2 separate regions of the Zea mays genome follow, and region 1 is linked to region 2. A link is a contact called in public Hi-C data. All regions are on one chromosome and are shown on one strand. The core of a region is the stretch at or near the end of the contact, and the rest is flanking DNA. Distances in the headings are between cores, read along the strand shown.

The links. Hi-C and Micro-C count contacts between places; a contact is called where the count stands out from the background.
Region 1: a contact with region 2 is called in a Hi-C map of bundle sheath, with 1.9 times the contacts expected there. The contact joins the promoter of LOC100284464 here to the promoter of LOC103643714 in region 2. A contact is called at or near these places in 5 of 25 Hi-C or Micro-C datasets (bundle sheath, ear, leaf and 1 more).

What each region holds. Positions count from the first base shown.
Region 1 is chr1:260,070,223-260,074,919 of Zm-B73-REFERENCE-NAM-5.0, forward strand. It overlaps LOC100284464 (nucleotide-binding protein-like), which reads right to left and starts at 1,503. Exons shown (of 9, transcript NM_001157359.2): 1 at 1,073-1,503; 2 at 385-489; 3 at 88-208. The coding sequence starts at 429.
Region 2 is chr1:259,840,277-259,845,285 of Zm-B73-REFERENCE-NAM-5.0, forward strand. LOC103643714 (F-box/LRR-repeat protein 17) reads right to left here and starts at 1,609. Exons shown (of 11, transcript XM_008666886.4): 1 at 735-1,609. The coding sequence starts at 1,252.

The DNA of each region.
Region 1 (4,697 bases), core at 253-2,752, 230 kb after region 2:
TCATCCTTAGAGCCATCTGCACCAATATTAAATCTGAAAAAGAATTGTACAAATGTGAGCTATTCTAGTGTTAAGAGAAATGTAGACCTGCAGTGGTGGATTTGCCTACGCCTCCTTTCCCTGATGCGACAGCAATGATGTCGCCTACTCCGGCGATCGAAGTGCCCCCTTTCATGGCATAGCTGTAACATCTCCTACCAAGCAAACCCTAGGCACAAAGGAGCGATAAGCTAGAAAACAGGAGGGAAAATGCAATGGTTTTAGATTATCAGAACAGTCAGGAGGGTTGGACATGGGAAAAGCTGCAATTTTGCACCGGAAAATTAGCGGAAAAGTGAGGAAATTCCTTGGAAGCAGTAAACAATCGTATAGCTGATGTCTCACCGAGCGAGAGGCTATCCGGTGCATCGAAAAGAAACTGTGCCACATTGAGAATGAGAGAGTGATTCGTCCCTTGGCCACCACAACAACTGAGGGGCAGTGGCAGACCTGAAACGCAACAAGAGGGGCGCTGGTTATGCTCTTTAACTTCATAATGCTAAGCCTATAGTCCATAGATGTTTAGGCCACAAGCACATATGCTTCCAGGTTACAACATGAGAGTAACTCATAGTAAATGTAACACAATAAAAATTGATCACATGCATATATAGGTAGAACTAACTGATGCAATTGAGCAACATAGTAAATTTTGTGTCAAAATTGATCACATGCAACGAATATGTGCAACACTTAATAAGAAGAATCTTTTTTAATCGCCCGCCAATCACCACCATCCTGGCGAGAGGACGCATGCAGCAGCAGGCCCTGCAACAGCCATCAGGCACATGTAACGGCAGATAACATGAACAAACGGTGGAAGGGTATAAATGTCCGTTGTAACCAGTAATTAGTGTAGTGGAGTATTATAGCTAGAAAGGGTGGCTTAAGTGGGGCAATTAGACAAGTGCAACGAATGCCGGGGTATTTTGGCGAGCGGCAAGGAATAGAGACCTAAAAAAGCAATAAGCCCCAAACCGGTATTGGCATAAGGTGCAACAAAATTAGAAATCAAACAATCACACAGACTCACTATGCAGCAGGCGCAGGGGGCTGGGGCGACTCTGCGCTGTGCTTCTGGTGCTGACAGCCAAGAGAGAGCACCAACGGCTCTGCGAAATGTGGTGCTGGCCGTCGGTCGGCTGGCAGGCACGCACTTGGTCAGTGACGCAGCGCCAAGCGGCAGCACAGAACAAGGCGGGGCGCGGGTGGATCTGCACAGCACCGACGAGCCCGCTACCCAGCACCGACGAGCCCGCTACCCAGCGCCAAGCAGGAGCTAGCCGAGGCCCGCGCACGGAGGAGACGAGGTCGTCGACGGGTGGGGCGAGGGCGGAGGACCGTCGTCGACGGGTGGCCGGGTGGGGCGAGGGCAGAGGGCGGATGGGCGGCACGCCGCCACGGCCCACGGAGAACGTAGGCCGAGAGGCGCCGTATGCCGAGCGCGGGTGCGGCTGGACCGTTGCAGTTGCAGGCCTCCTCCCTGTGGGCTGTACATTTCAATTTACATCACATCGGAACCTCAATCTACCCCATTTCTTATCACAATATTATAATTTTTATTATAAATATTTACTAAGTATGTAAAAATATTGAAAAACTTATCGGGACATACACTTATATATATAGGTAAAAACGGTTGTGTAATCAAGTTTTCTAGACAATCATTGTACAATTAAACTGACAAAATATAAAATAATTGTTTTAAAAAAATATAAAATAATTATTACTCTATCAATATATTAAATTTTAAATTCTATTTTATTCTATATTAAGAGAGGTAAAAAATAAAATTCTGTTTATTTTCAAAAAAAATCACATGTACGATGATAATTATTTTGTGTTTGCGTGCATCCTCAAATAGGAGTGTTGGAGACTGAAAATAGGAGCTTTAAATAGATGCGCTGGAGACCCTTTTGTTGCTGGAGACTGGAGTGTTATCTCAGTTAGCCGCGGATTTTTCACTGTTTCGTGTATGACCATTATATCCTCTATGATGTGAAGCTGTATTCAATTTGTTTTCTTCTTTTTTCAGTAAGTGAAACTCAGTTTTAGGTTGTCCTGCTGCAGCGCCTTTCTCTGCACTTTTGTTGCAGATGTTTTCATGAGATAATCCTCACATAGATTAACATGTGTTTGATAGATCTACTTCACAGACATGCAAACATTTTAGTTTCAATATTTATAGAGAGGAACATGCCCCATCTGCTGAAAATTGTGTAGCTTAAGAGAATTTTTAGCAATTACAGACCTAATTTATTTACCATATCTAAATATTAGAACCTTCAAGATCTCAGATGCTGAAAATTTGCGAGCTATAGAAAATTGATCTTTATTAACCATACCACCATCAGAAATTTCGGCTAATAAAGGCTCATTTGTACTCCATGATGAAAAAGAGAAGACGCACGTGGATAAAGCACTATGATTCATGTACTGAACTGACTTCACATTGATTGTATGACAAGTTGTTATCATTTAAACCATTTTGTATATGAATCAAGCAAGCATCAGGTTAGATTTAATATAGACATAACCCATATTTTATTTAAGATAGTTTGTTTATTACATATATATAATTAAAAAGAAAAATAGAGACCATAGTTTAGAGATAAATTAGATTGTCTAGTTCATAGTTACTTTCAATTGGTACCCAGTAGCTTAATTAAACTTTTTTGGCTTAACCACTATGAAATCAACGCTATTTAGAGAGTGACAAATGGATAACTTTCTTACTTTGACGGTACTAACTTCTAATGTAGTGCTAAGATGGCTTGCTATCTGGAAGTTGTTAATTTAGGTGTTTCGTGAGTCACTCGCGATTAGATGAAACCCTAAAGAATCTTGAAAATCAGTCGCGAGTGATGAAAAATAAATTCATCTTAATGCTAAACCAAATTTGATTGTTTGAATCATTTAGCATGAAGAGTCTTTACACTTACAATGGAGATTGTGGTGCATTGCCATGTATCAAAGGCGGTGCCCTCTCACCACCATGAGCAGAAAATGCCCTAGCCTCCCATGGAACTAGGGGGCCACCTCCGGGCCTAGGCATCCCACATCAGGTTCAATGTTGTTGCGGGTCTAAAAGCAATATCATAAGGATACACAAAAAACAACAAACAACAAAAGAAAGGGAATGATGCTTGCCGTCACTAGATGTCGACCTAGCGCAGGTGCTTGCGAATGGGGCCTCCGAGTCCCAACGTGGGCGCTTGCAGGGAGAGGAGTCCCTGGATTAGGGCGCCCTCTTTCGAGTGTCTCTTGTGTTGGCCTCATCCAGGGCGACCTCCTTCCCCTTATAACATTCCCCTTGGCTAGGGGGCCCTGTCCGCATCACAATCATCGATGTCGAGGGTCGCCGGCCTCAATGTGCGCTCTAGCTACGTCGTCCCTGCCCCCTATGGCTCTCGAATAGGAACCTTCCCGATGGGGTTTGTGAAAGGGAATTAGGCTTACACCTAGTTCCTAAATAATTTTGGTGGTTGAATTGCCCAACACAAAATCTTTGGACTAACTAGTTTGCCCAAGTGTGTAGATTATACAGGTGTAAAAGGTTCACACTCAGCCAATAAAAAGACCAAGTTTTGGATTCAACAAAGGAGCAAAGGGGCAACCGAAGGCACCCCTGGTCTGGCGCACCGGACTGTCCGGTGCGCCACCGGACATGTCCGGTGCACCAGGGGGACTCAGACTCAAACTCGCCACCTTCGGGAATTTCCAGGGGCGACTCGGCTATAATTCACCGGACTGTCCGGTGTACACCGGACAGTGTCCGGTGCGCCAAGGGAGGTCGGCCTCAGGAACTCGCCAGCTTCGGGAAACGCCAACGGCTAGTCCGCTATAATTCACCGGACTGTCCGGTGTGCACCGGACTGTCCGGTGCGCCTCCGGAGCAACGGTCTTCTCCGCGCCAACGGCTCTCTGCCGCGCATTTAATGCGCGCTCTGCGCGCGCAGATGGCAGGCTCGCCCATGCTGGCACACCGGACAGCAAACAGTACCTGTCCGGTGTGCACCGGACACCCAGGCGGGCCCACAAGTCAGAAGCTCCAACGGTCAGAATCCAACGGCAGTGATGACGTGGCAGGGGGCACCGGACTGTCCGGTGTGCACCGGACTGTCCGGTGCGACATCGAACAGGCAGCCTTCCAACGGCCACTTTTGGTGGTTGGGGCTATAAATACCCCAACCACCCCACCATTCATTGCATCCAAGTTTTCCACTTCTCAACTACTACAAGAGCTCTAGCATTCAATTCTAGACACACTAAAGAGATCAAATCCTCTCCAATTCCACACAAAGCCCTAGTGACTAGTGAGTGTGATTTGCCGTGTTCATTTGAGCTCTTGCGCTTGGATTGCTTCTTTTCTTTCTCACTTGTTCTTGAGATCACAACTCCATTGTAATCAAGGCAAGAGGCACCAATTGTGTGGTGGCCCTTGCGGGGAAGTTTTGTTCCCGGCTTTGATTTGAGAAGAGAAGCTCACTCGGTCCGAGGGACCGTTTGAGAGAGGGAAGGGTTGAAAGAGACCCGGCCTTTGTGGCCTCCTCAACGGGGAGTAGGTTTGAGAGAACCGAACCTCGGTAAAACAAATCCGCGTGTCTCACTTCATTATTTGCTTGCGATTTGTTTTCACGCCCTCTCTCGGACTCGAT
Region 2 (5,009 bases), core at 359-2,858:
GCTCCATGTTCATTATGTTCTGAAGGGACATTAATCTCACATTAATATTCATGAGCGCATATGCTCATACTGACGTAATAGCCAACCAAAAGCATTAATGAAAGGTCTGCATATGAATCATGCACCAGCATGACAAGACAGACAACTCCCCACCCATTTGTCAACAAGCATCCCTGCTTGAATCTTGCATTACCACAACTGTCAGTGCTCAAATATGATCTGGGGGCACCAACGTCTATCTCTTCACAGAAACACAAAAGGGAAGCAAGTCCAAAAATCCAAAATATGACAAGCAAGCGGTTCCCCCAATGGTTCCATGGTCTTATATATAAGTAGGCATTATTAATTTGTAGTGCGTGCTTATTGAGCCCTGACCATTAACCAAAATCCCTACACCCTTATTAGATACTAGTATATACAGGACATAAATATTCAGTACATGTCATGTCTGCCCATTGGAGACCAAGGTAGCAGCAGTACCAATTTTCATATCGGTCATCCACCTTATGCTACTTTAGCAGTCACCCAGAAATATGACATTTTTGCCCATATAATATTCTAGTGACTTATAGTATCCCTTTCCTTAAACAAAATTGAATAACCATAAGCAGGAATTACGCGCGGACCAATCCCCTGGGCATCGCATCAAATGAGCAGCGCGGAGCTGAGATCGGCACCCGGATCGCGTGAAGAACCATACTGTTCCGGATGAGATCCGGGCCGGAGTACCTCACCTTTCCATCCGGAGGTGGAGGCGGGAGAGCGCGGGGCAGCGGGGGAGCAGCGCGGCGAGGAGGCCGGCGCCAGAGGAGGCGAGGACGCGAAGGCGGAGCTCCTCGGCCGCGCGCCAGACCCGGCCCGCGCAGTCCCGCCAGCCTCGGCTGACCCCGGCGGCGGCCATGACCCCGCGGGGACCGAGGCGGTGCAGAACCTCCGCCATGACCTCCCTGGACACCGCGCGGGCGCCCACGTCCACCGTGGCCTCCTCGTCCAGCTCCGCCTCGTCGACGTCCTCCACCTTGGGCTTCTTCTCCGGCGAGGACGGCGTGCCGGCCTCGTCGAAGGAGAGGGCGCGGCGCAGCCCGTGCTCCCCTCCGGCCCCGGACGAGGAGGAGGGCGACGCAGCGCCGCCGGGGCCGGGGCCGGGGCCGACGCAGACGTGGCCCTTCTTGGGCTGGCCGCAGCGGCCGCAGTTGTAGTTGCCCCGCGTCTTGGGGCGTGGCGGCGGCGGCGGCTTGGGCAGTGACGCCATGGCCGGGGCCCAGGGGGCGGGGGTTAGGTTAGGGTTTGGGAGGCGCGGCTGGGGTCAATTCAGGGGAGGGGGAAATAGCTGGGGCAGCGCCGCGCGGGAGACTGGGGAGGGGTTGGCGCCATTTTTCGGGGCGCGAGCCGCGAGGAGGATGGATGGATGGAGATTGGAGAGAACACCGGAGCTGAGGATTTGGTTTCCGCGCAGCGCAGCGCCGCGCCGGCCACGACGCAGACGCAGCTGCCTGCCTCTCTCTCTCTCTCTGTATCACACTTGACACCACAGCCAGTCAGCCACAGATCACACCACAGTCACACAAACATGCACGGGGGTACAACCGCCACGAGTGAAAAGGAAAAAAAAAATGGAAGGAGGGCGACGAGACGTGAGTTGGGTCGGGACGTGATCCGCCCGGAATACATGCGAATTCCTTCCGAATCCGGCTTCGTTCTTGCCGTGCTTTTGCACCAAACTCATGTGTGAAATGACGCAATGTCTGCCGGCAATGTGCTTCTGTGACCGCAATGTCCAATTGTCCATTCCAAGACGCGGTCATTTTGATTTATCCCATTCATGACTTCCTTTTAGTAACCAGACACTGAGCTGGCCAGGATCAGCTTTGCTTTTGCCTCGTTACAAAAGATCCGATCGGCTCGTTAAGCAGAGAAGGAAGAAAAAAAAAAAGATGAGCTAGAGTCACGCCTTGTCTCAGCGCCGTGAAGAAGCATCCTTCTACGTCCATCTTTTACTCAAACAGCTCGAGTATGTACGGCAAGCTAAAATACAGGAAATGCTAGTGCGCTTCTCTCTATGAGGGACCTAGTTTGGGAAGGGAATTGCAGCGGATTTTAGCCTCTTAGGGCTGATTTGGTGATTAGGGATCCCTAGGGAATCCATGGGAGGAATCCCCTTGCAATTCAATTTTGAATAGCAAGAGGATTTCTTCCTCTCGGAATCCCCGGTCACCAAATCAGGGATCCCAAGGGGATCTATGGGGAAAGAATCCCCTTGGAATCCCTTAGCACCAAATCAGCCCTAATTTACTCCAATCCGCTCTAAAACAGTGAATTGAAGAAGATTAAAAGGGGACAAAAAATCCTATTCAAAGTTAAATAGGTAGGAAGAGATTTAATTCTCTTGGACCGACGAACAAGGCATAAAAGCGTTGCAAGTGTCCTAGATAGAGATTAAAAATATGATCAAAAATAGAACGATACCATTTTTTTATATAAACAAATAAGCACTACCCATCAGCGGCCGGCAACCGTACGTATCACCAATTCATTTACCCGTATTTTCCGTACGTATGATGCTATGAACGCCAACCGAAATTCCGTAGTACGTCGGTTGAATGGAGAGGAGACAGCAGTCATGTTGGCTTTAACAGGCTCAAAGTGTGCGTGGGAGGGGGTATCTTCATGGGCCAAAGCCCAATGGAATACGGAAGAAAAGTGTTCCAGTGTCATACGTCAATACGGCAGGACATGGATTTATTTAACACGGTCAGTCTCACTAGTGCATCTTTTCAACCTAATCAAGAACTCGGTGTTGAGAGCGGTTAAGCTCAATCATATCCCCCTTCGCTGCGAGAGAGAGAAAAAAAAAACAAGAGAGGACTAGGTATACTAACCTATCATATCATGGACATGGCCCATGGGCGCGGTTGCTGTGCTGGGCCCGGCCGCCACGACGCTCGTCACGCTTTGCAGCAACTGTTGTCCTTCTACCCGTACACGTACAAGGAAGACCCGTATCCGTATGCTGTCTGCTGTCCTAGTTCAGAAAAGATAAAAATCGGCGCGCGCGCGGCCGCGCGCCCACCTTGTTCCTTGCGTAGAACTCGAGTCGTTGGATCGCTCTGCGCTGCGGCCGGGCGGGCTGCCTCTGGCTCTGCGCCTCTGTGGCCGCCTGTACCCCTATGCTGACCAATCCTACCGATTGCTTCCAAAGTAGTACGATATACATACAGTACTCCACTCGTTTCGTCTTAAAATAAATACATATACCTATTGAGCAAATAATTTCACACAGCTCCGGCCCAAGTCTTCCGAAGACGGATCTCAGCTCTGCTCGCCAAAATGTCCTCCATACGCAGAATCTAGATCACAAATTCAACGTACAATTGTATGTCGTAGTTTGCTATTGGCTTAACGCAGCTGAAGTGTTTTGCTTCTCGTTTTGATTAAACGAAGCCTTTTCTACGAAGTCTGTTTTGCGAAGCTAAGCTTTTAGAGTTGTTTTTTTATTAGCTATGTTATAGTTTTTAATTTGTTTGAGGGTGCTAGAGAAACTTCACGTGACTCTCATCTGCTGAGGTGTCGGAATCTGAGCTTGTTGATGAGAAAAAAATTTCTTCGTTTCGAGAGGTCTTCGATGGCATAGGACTTCTGGAGTTTCTTTATGAGCATAGGAAATTCATTTTCTTAAGAGATTTCTATTTTTTTAAGGAAAAAATAAACTATTTTCTCTTTAAAAATGAAAATCTCTTAATAAAATATAGTTTTCAAACTAGACCTAAAGATGATTTTGATCAGGGAATAAATCAGTCTGCTCTAGAATGGATCAGTTCTGAAGTTTGAACCCGATAAATGTGTTGTTTTAAAAGATTACTTTACTATCAAACTTCGTTTTTTTCTGTGCGAGATCTAGTTGAAGATAATCGTTAAGCTTATAACATAGAGTTTCATCATTTAACTCTCAATTGAATTTTGAAGATTGCTCTCTTTATTTGGGCCATCAAGTCTCAAGAATTGACTCTATAAATGTAGTTGCTTTTTTGCTCGCTGAATGAATGCATTGCTAGTTCAAAATCAAATGGTCAATAGGGTTAAACTTACCGGTTGCTTTGGATGTTACAACTTCCATCCTTGCCGCAAATGCAAATGAAATTTCTTCTAGCTCAAATAACAAGTTGCATAATGATTGGTTCAAATATTGGTTCTATCATGAGGTTTCTTCGGTTGACGAGAAAGATCACAATGATAAAAATGTTAAGAGGTGTTCTTTACGTGTGAAGATGGGAAAGAAGTGTTAAGAATATAAGCATTTTCATATTTCATCTAATGTAAGAATTATAGAGTAAATTTGTGATTTCATGTATGTGTATGTATGTAATACCCTCGCATATCAGTAGAGGTGGTAATGGACCACGATCCAAATGTCTCTTCATAAAATGGTAGGACCCTCAATAATTTTTAGTTAAAAATGAATAGAAATATGGCCTGATTCTTAAACCTTATAGTGTAAAATTTAGAGCTCATTGTCACCTCTACGCATCAGTAGCTAATACATACATAATTCATATTGACTATGACTAAAATGAAACCAAAATTAATAAATTCATATAGTGAAATATACCCAACAGAGGAACCCATACTTAATGCACTTGTAGCTTCAATCACATTAGTCGATATCGCGTGTCGCTCGAAATCGCAAATCACGGACATTGCAGGTAGATGTTCGTAGATATCCACTAAGATAAACAAGAAGACGATTCGAGTTAACATTAAGAATAAAAAATGATTAGCTAACAATCACTGAGAAGCTTCCCAAACACTTGATCGCTCGTACGCCCGAGCACGTGTTGTAGATGTAGACATTGATTTTGGAGACCTACTTTACAAAAACTCATTGCACGTAGAGGATTGAGACAAAAAAAAAACTCAAATGCAACTCAATCGTGAAGTGAGAGGTGACTATATGTTGTTGCATTATGTCTGCTCGTGCTATGAGAGCAAGATGTAATTGAACGAGTCGAGAG